2 separate regions of the Macaca mulatta genome follow, and region 2 is linked to region 1. Evidence: chromatin contacts called from public Hi-C data. All regions are on one chromosome and are shown on one strand. The core of a region is the stretch at or near the end of the contact, and the rest is flanking DNA. Distances in the headings are between cores, read along the strand shown. Region 1 holds the start of TCAIM (T cell activation inhibitor, mitochondrial). Region 2 holds the start of TMEM42 (transmembrane protein 42).

The links. Hi-C and Micro-C count contacts between places; a contact is called where the count stands out from the background.
Region 2: a Hi-C map of fetal cortical plate shows a contact between it and region 1, with 3 times the contacts expected there. The contact joins the promoter of TMEM42 here to the promoter of TCAIM in region 1. A contact is called at or near these places in 2 of 14 Hi-C or Micro-C datasets (CD4 T cells and fetal cortical plate).

What each region holds. Positions count from the first base shown.
Region 1 is chr2:107,652,737-107,656,934 of T2T-MMU8v2.0, reverse strand. TCAIM (T cell activation inhibitor, mitochondrial) reads right to left here and starts at 2,084. Exons shown (of 11, transcript XM_015131204.3): 1 at 1,887-2,084.
Region 2 is chr2:108,196,873-108,201,070 of T2T-MMU8v2.0, reverse strand. It overlaps TMEM42 (transmembrane protein 42), which reads right to left and starts at 1,920. Exons shown (of 3, transcript NM_001194661.1): 1 at 1,707-1,920. The coding sequence starts at 1,898.

The sequences.
Region 1 (4,198 bases), core at 835-3,334:
ATCAAATTACTATCAGCTGACTGAAGACACATTGCTTCAGAGTAGAGTTGGGTGCTCTCATTCAGACACTAGCTCCAAAAGCCTAGGGCATCCACATCAACTGCAGGCTTCTCCTCTTCAGACAAATTGTTACATAGGTGGTTCCTGTCCATACTGCACATAGCCCACTATACTTCCACATGGAAAATGCTATAAAATAACTAAAGAGGTTGCACTGTCTTATCAGACTTGGAAGGCATACTGAGTCTTTAACTCACCCATTCATCATCACTTATGGGCCAGGTCCTGCGTAAAGCATTGGGACTAGGAAAATATTAACACAATTCTAACACTCAAAATACTTTTAGAGGGAGGGGGGAGTGTAAAAACAGACACAAGCAGATAACTATAAACGCAGTAAATGCAATAATACAAACATGCACAGAATATGAGAAACTCCCAGACGCTACACTTAGAATGGGACGGGCAGCACTCAGGAAGGTCTTCTCTAAGGAAATGGTGCCTTTCCTGGAAGGGGGCAGAGGACCGGGAAGGATACAATTTATTTACAAACCATGGTAAATGACTACTTTAATCTACTTAATAGTGATATTAGCTTCTGTTTCATAAAATGAAAATTTCAAATTTTACCTAAAATCTGTGCTGAGGCATTAAATCTGTGCAGTTTCAAACCAAATTTGGAGGAAAGATACGTAAATCGGTGAAAAATCCAAATTATGGAAGAGTACACGAAAAACGGTTTTGTTTTGCTTAAATCACTTTCAACTAACACAGAAAGAATAACAGTGTGTGCCAAATAGAGCTCCCAGGATTGAGCTTTGACCATTTGGCACAACTTTTATTTGAAAGTAATTTATTTTAACAAAATTAATATCATGCCACTCTCATTTGAACTGTGACTTCCTTTAGTGACTATCCTGTAAGGTTTCTGAAAGCAGTTTGTTACATCAAGGAGGGATAAAAGCTGCAATTTTCATGGCTTTTCAGTTGAATATGTACTTCTTAGAGTAGGGGGAAAAGGCAAAAAGAGTAAAAGCAGGAAAAGCTATCAGATAAATTAGCCTAGATTCTGTAGCTTCCTTTTCTCAATCTCTTGCTATATGAGATTTAGTAGGTAACAATTTCCCGTAAACCAAAGACCTCGGTAAAATATAAGTCGGAAACAATAAAACCTAAATCGTCTTTACGTTCTCATTGCAAAACGAGTTAAAATGTAGATGCGATGCGGATACTGCGGCCCCCGGCACCGCCTCAGTTCAAAAGTTAGCACGCTGCGCTAAGGTGGCTCTGAGCACCCCCCTCCGACCCCGCTTCCCACCCTGAGAGGGGCATGAATGCACCACCGGAGTCCCTCCCCTCTTGCTCCTTACAGTTCTGGCAAGGGTCCGACGCGAGGGCTTTGTCCGACCAGTTCCACCTCCCACCCAGTACACCAGGAGAGAGGACACTCGCTCCGCCCGCAGGGTTGTTCGGCCGCGCATGCGCACCGGGGCGTCAGCCGGCCAACCAACGCGCGACGCACGGCCAGGCGCTCCCACCTGCCCTGGCCCCACTGGGCGACAGGTTCTGACGGGCTCCTAGCCGCAGTGCTCTCTGATCCCCTAACCCCGAATTCTCAGCTGGACCCTCCCGGCTCCACCTGCCCCCAACACCCTCCCCTCTCCGGCGGCGGCAGAGCGCTGGAGGCAAGCCGGGGAAGGGGGACGGGCTGCAGGTGACGCCCTGGTTGGCTGGAGCGTGCCAGGCCTTCCCCCTACAGCGCCTGCGCGCAGCCAGGGCGTGGATTCAACCTTCCGCAGTGCCCTGCCTCTAGCTGACGTCAGCACTCTAGTGACTGCTGCACCTTTCCCGCGAGCTTTGAGGCCCCCACCCCTCCGCCTTCTTACCGGCCGCCCTCAGGGGTCTCGGCGCCCTCCGCTGAAAGCTTTAGGAGGCGCGAGCGAGCACTCCGACTAGGCCGCAGGGACTCGGAAAATGATGGGCCGGCAGGTGGTGGGTCCTGACGCAAGGGTCCGCAGGGAACGGAGAAGGGCAACCGAGCACGCCCTGGATCTTGAGGAAGAAGGGGAAAGGGGCTGCTGGAAGACGCGCATGCGCCCTGCGGTCCCTTGCCCCAGGCGCCCTGGCAGGGGACGAGCCTCTGCCGAACTCCCGGAGCTGGCGCCCGGGGACGAGCCTCAGTGGAGAGCCCCGAATTTTAAAAGTCTCATTTAATTATCTCTTTTGGTTTTTCTTGTATAAATATAGCCAGCTTTTAAACATTTCTTTTCCGGCTTGCGTTGTTTGGCTTTGGCCCATTCAACACCTATTTTTAAACGTTAAGCATTCTCCAGTCAGCATGAAAGTTTTACTGTTGGTTTTATTTTGTTCCTGTAACTTTGATTCCCCCCACCCCCGCACCCAGAAACTGCCACAGATGAAATCAAGCAAATAGAATTGCGAGCAAAGATCACCTGGTGGCCATTAAGCAGACCATCCTGAGGCAGAAACTCCTTACCTGAGGAATTTAGAAGTAACTAGACTTCCCTGTTATCTAAAGCCAGCATCTGGTACCAGACTTCTTCCCTTCAAATTTAAAAGTAACTAGAATTTCTATACATCTCCATAATGCACGCATGTCAAAACTCATTGTGTACCCCTTGCCATCTGCTCCATGCCCCAATCAACCCCTGCCCCCTACCATCCAGATACTTTATCACCCTCACATACTCGCACAGGAGTTACATATGCCACTAGTACAGAGTCCTCAGAAAATCCCCCAAATATTTTGCCTCTCCACAAGGTGGAAAACGGAGATTTGGGAACAATTTGAGTTCATGTCCCTTTTCCATTGTCTGATCTTTGGCAAATTCAATCCAAGTTGGGTTCATTTAGCCAGGATCCCTCTAAGTTCATTCAAGAATTTCGGGCTTTATTGCCTTTGAGTTAACCTGGCAAGACACATTTGTGGTATTAACTATTTACTGTTCCCACGAAGAAAAATCATGGTCTTTAGCTCGAGTTTGGGCAGATGAAGCTCATGTTGGCAATCCTAATAATAGAGCCGGGGCAGAAGCTGTCCCCAACACAGAACCCAATTGGCAATACCATGCTGCCAATGCCAGCCCAAACAGAGACAGGGGCAGAGAAGATTATATGATAACATGTTTGTTGGAAGGAATGAAAAAGACTGTAATAAAACCTGTTAATTTTTCTAAATTATGATAGATCACTCAGGACCAAGGACCCAGTCCTTTTCCAGCTAGACTGATGGAGGCTATGCATAAATATACAAATTTAGACCCTGAAAGCCCTGAGGGCCAATCCCTTCTGCCCATACATTTTATAAGTCAGCCTTCCCCAGACATCAGACAAAAACTCCAAAAATCAGAGCAAGGCCCACAGACTCCCTTTAGTACTTTATTAAAAGCAGCCTTTAAGGTTTTCAATAACCAGGAGGAAACATAAAAAAAAAAAAAAAAAGGCTCAATTGGAGGAGGAAAAATGCTGTCACCAAGCTAATTATACTGAGACAACATTGGCACATTCTTTTTCATTAGCCAATAACCCCAAGGCTCATCCCTATAACACTAACAGAAGGGGAGCCTGTCATCACTGCAGAAATCAAGGACACTGAAGTTGAGAATGTCCCAAACCTCCAGGTTGCAAGTCATCCCTGGGACCCTGTCCTCACTGCAAATTGGAAGAGTGAGTGTCCCTCCCTCGTGAACGGGGGCCACCTCTTCCTTCTAGGCTATGACAGCCACAATCTCACCAACCTAACAAGGGGATCCTGTAGAACAAGGGTGAGGGTGAGGGCAAGGGCAAGTACCTCTAATTCTATGCCTGGATTATGATCAAGCCTCTGAAATATCAGTCATCCATCCTCTGGATGGGGCCTTTGAAGCCATCCATGGCCCTGTCTTTTCCATCTCTGTGGATGAGCCCAGGGCAAATCTGACTGTGACTGAACAACAGGTAATATTACTCATGGGTACAATGGACAGTTATTCAGCTTTAAACATTTACTATGGCCCAATGTGTCACTCCTCCATTTTCCTCATGCATATTGATGGAAAACCCCAATGAGGCTGTTTCACACCACCACTCCCTTGTAAAATGAAAGGCTATTCCTCTACTCCTTTTCAGCCAAGCTGCCCTGTTCCATTAGGTTGTGATTTACAAAATTACAATCTAATTTACAGCTAAGGTCCCACCT
Region 2 (4,198 bases), core at 671-3,170, 540 kb before region 1:
GAGTTCTTACTTCTTGAGATCAGGGAAAGCACGAATTAGCGATGTATGCTCTGTATTCCCACCCCCAAATCCTATACAAGTTATAGCCCAGCAAGGCTCACCCCCTCTGGGCATTCTTGAGCTTTTACTCTGTGTTAGGCCCTGTGCTAAGAGTTTAAGCATTCTCATTTATTCCTTAACTTCATTTTACAGATAAAGACCCAGGGGCATCAAGTAACTTTCTTAAAGTGCTACCGTGATGAGAGCCACCAGGCTTCACAATCAGGCAGTGTACCTCCATGCTCTTAACTAGGACACAGTCCTGCCTGGGGGAAACACCACCTCAGACTATTTAGTGATCCCAGACATTCCTTGGAGAACTTGCAGATAATTTCTTTCTTTTTTAAAGGAGAAAGTCTCAAGAAAAGAGAGGATCTTTAGAAGCCTCCTACACAAAGGATATGCAGCCCCCCTTGCTTGGTGGTGAGTTAGAAGCCGGCCTGGAGACAAGGCGAGGAGGGGAGGGTGCGGGGGGCGGAATCTAAGTATCATATTTATTACTTGTAGTGGTTTCTCAGCAGCTGAACACATAGTGTCTTGAGAAAAAGGTGCTTTCTTATAACTTACACCAGAGTGTCCAGTCTTTTGGCTTCCCTGGGCCACACTGGAAGAATTGTCTTGGGTCACACATATAATACACTAGCACTAATGATAGCTGATGAGCTAAAAACAGTAAAAATAAAATCGCAAAAAAATTCATGTTTTCAGTTTACAAATTTGTGTTGGGTCGCGAGTTGGACAACCTTGTCTTACACAAAGCAGCATATGGGCCAGTGGCAACCTGCTTACATAAAGGGTTATGAAGGTCTGGTTCATGACAACAAACTTCATGGCCCATACAAAGTTATTCATTTTACTTTCGACTACCTACCCTATGAACTACACCCAATGGGATACTAACCTCAAGCATGGCAGCTCCTACTGGATTAGCCCTAAATAGGCTTAACCCTAAATAATCAGTGACCACTGTCCAGGTCAGAGGCTAACCCTGGGCTGCAGATGCAATGAAACCCCTCTAGCAAGCAGAGGCTGGTCTACGACATGGGACGGGAGAGGCAGAGATACACCTTAGCAGACGCCAGGAGGCAAGTTTGGGAGTTCTCAGCGTCAGGAAAACAACCAGAACGTCTCTGTCAGTATCTGCTTATGCCTACAGTATCCCAAACTCCCAATTTTCCTGGTAGTGGGGCAGACAGGTCATCTGGTCACAATACCCGTTAATTACGGAGTAAAGGGATGGGCAACAGGCTTCTCACCTTAAGAGTCACGTGGAGAGAAATGTTCAGGCACAAGGGACTTAAAATGAGAGGTAGAGGGTGGATGTAGGAGGTGTAGGTCTTCCCCGAGAGCGAACTAGCCCAACCGGAGAAAAGGTTTTAGGTCCCTGGTAAGGGAGGAGGCCTCAGTCCCCGACGTCTCTTACCGCCTACACTGGACGAGGGTTTGGCGTGATTAGAGGCGAAACACACTCTCCCACCCCAGCTGACCGCAGCGCCGTGCGCGGCCGGGGGCCCCAGCCGGACAGACCGGCGAGGGTGCGGCGGCGCCCTGTGCCCACCCCCGCCCCACCCCAGGAGCCCCGCGGGCCCCGCAGCGCCCCTCCTCCGCCCAGCGCCGCCCAGCCCGCCCGCCCGCAGCAGCAGCAGCAGCAGCGCCCCGGGCTCGACCTCGCTGCCGAAGGCCAGCTTGGCGGAGGCGGCGGCCAGGGCCCCGAACGCGCCGGCGCACAGGCAGTTGAATACGCCCCAAAAGCGGCGCCGCATTGCACCCGCCTGGAGGTGCGGAGGGAATTCCGCAGGGGTGTCGGGGTAGGCGGTCGCAGACACGGCGCCGCCCGGAGGCCGCGGCCTCTCGGCCATGTTGCCCGCTGCCACCGTGCCTGGCGCCAGCCGCCAGCAGGACCGAGCGCGCGCCACGATTGGACGGCAGCCTCACGTGACGCGGCGCTCCCGTGACGCGGCGCTCCCGCAGGCACTTTGGGAATCGCTCCCCGGCGCCTCGGAGGGGGCGGGCCAGGGGGCGTGGCAGAGCCTCAGGGCTATGGTGGCCTCAGGCTTACTCTGTAGTAGGTTTGTGCTTCCCGAGAGGACGCCGGGACCCGAGGCCTAAGGCCGAGCCGGGTACTGTGGACGCTGTGGTAGTAGGTAAACATCTCGCGGCTTAGCCGTCTCCATCCCGGCCACCGGGTCCCGGTGAAAGTTATTAAAGATGCCGAACGGGCCCCGCCTCGGCCCACCGAGTCCATACAGGTCGACCAGGCCTCCTCCGCTCCACCCTCCAGCCTGAGGACGCCGTACCGAGATCTTCGGCAGAGGGCGCTGGGTACCGTTAGACCCAGAAAGACGCCAGAGCCCCAGATGGGGACAAGCGCATCACAGAAAACCAAAAAATGCGGATCCGCGATGAGAGGAAGATAGTAATCCATAATCAAGCCACGCAGAATCAACATGACTTCTAATCTCCTATTGCACTTACATGTTTAAAATGTTTACGGCCGGGCGTGGTAGCTCACGCCTGTAATCCCAGCGCTTTGGGAGGCCTAGGCGGGCGGATCACCTGAAGTTGGAAGTTCCAGACCAGCCTGACCAACATGGAGAAACCCCGTCTCTACTAAAAATACAAAATTAGCCAGGCGTGGTGAGCATGCCTGTAATCCCAACTACTCGGGATGCTGAGGCAGGAGAAGCGCTTGAACCCAGGAGGCGTTGGTTGTGGTGAGCCCAGATCGTGCCATTGCACTCCAGCCTGGGCAACAAGAGTGAACTCCGTCTCAAAAATAGAAATAAAATGTTCCCATTTAAAAATTACATTCCCTTGAAAATAAAGTGGTGTTGAAATGTATAAAGTGCTGTTGCAACTCTCCAGGAAAATCAATGTTAATAGAGCATTTTTCTATATGTCTATTGTTATATACAGTTAAAGTGTTTTAAAAAATTATAGAATGTATATGCATTTTTTAAACAAAAATTATTTCGCAGTTGAACATACTGATCAGCAGCATTCTTTTTGTATCTTATGTTTAGCAACTTTTTATGGAAGTCCTTCCACACTGTGCTGCTTCTCTCACAGGGTGGTTTTGTGGCTCAAATAAAAGCACGGATAAGGCTGAGCGCGGTGGCTCACACCTGTAATCCCAGCACTTTGGGAGGCTGAGGTGGGTGACTATGAGGTCAGGAGTTCAAGACCAGCCTGGTCAAGATGGTGAAACTCCATCTCTACTAAAAGTACAAAAAAAAATTAGCCAGGCATGGTGGCAGGCACCTGTAATCCCAGCTACTCGGGAAGCTGAGGCAAATAATTGCTTGAACCTGGAGGCAGAGGTTGCAGTGAGCCGAAATTGCACCACTGCCTTCTAGCCTGGGTGACAGAGTAAGACTCTGTCTCAAAAAAAAAAAAAAAAAAAAAAAAAAGCACGGGTAATTTCAGTAACGCCGATATAGTACAAACTGTCCCATTTTGCAGATGAGGAAATAGGCTCAGAGGTCTCACTGCACCACTCCATTGAGTAAAGAGCTGCTCAAAGATGATACCCTCTGAAAGCTCTTATGAGGAAATCAAGAGGTGTTGCATTGATCAACTCTGCATGCATTAAGAATGTAAAGCGAATTTTCTTAGAACAAATGATGCCTCTACTAGTACTAAAGGTTAAGCATCTCAGAGCCACCTCCTCTGTAAAGCCGTCTCTGCTACTCCCCTACCTTCATACCAGTCCTGTGGTTGTTCCTCTGGTTGTCTGTCTCTCTGCTAGCCTGCAAGCTCCTTGAGGGCAGGGACTATATCGTTGTTAATCTCCGGGTCCCCAGCCCTGGTGATGATGGGCTAAAGTGATGCCATCCTCAGACACTGCTGAGAAGTGATTTCTGCCTCTTCGAAACTACTGTGTACACACATCACCTAGGGATCTTGCTAAGATGAAGATTCTGATTAGGTCTACAGCTAGACTGAATTTTGTTTGTTTTTAGAGGGACACAGGGTCTCTGTCACCGAGGCTAGGGTGCAATGGTGTAATCATGGCTCACTTCAGCCTTGAGCTGCCAGGCTCAAGCCATCCTCTCCATTCAGCCTCCTGAGTAACTAAGACTACAGGCATGTACCATCAAACCCAGACAATTTTTTCTTTTTCTTTTTTTTTTTTGAGACAGGGTCTTGCTTTGCCAGC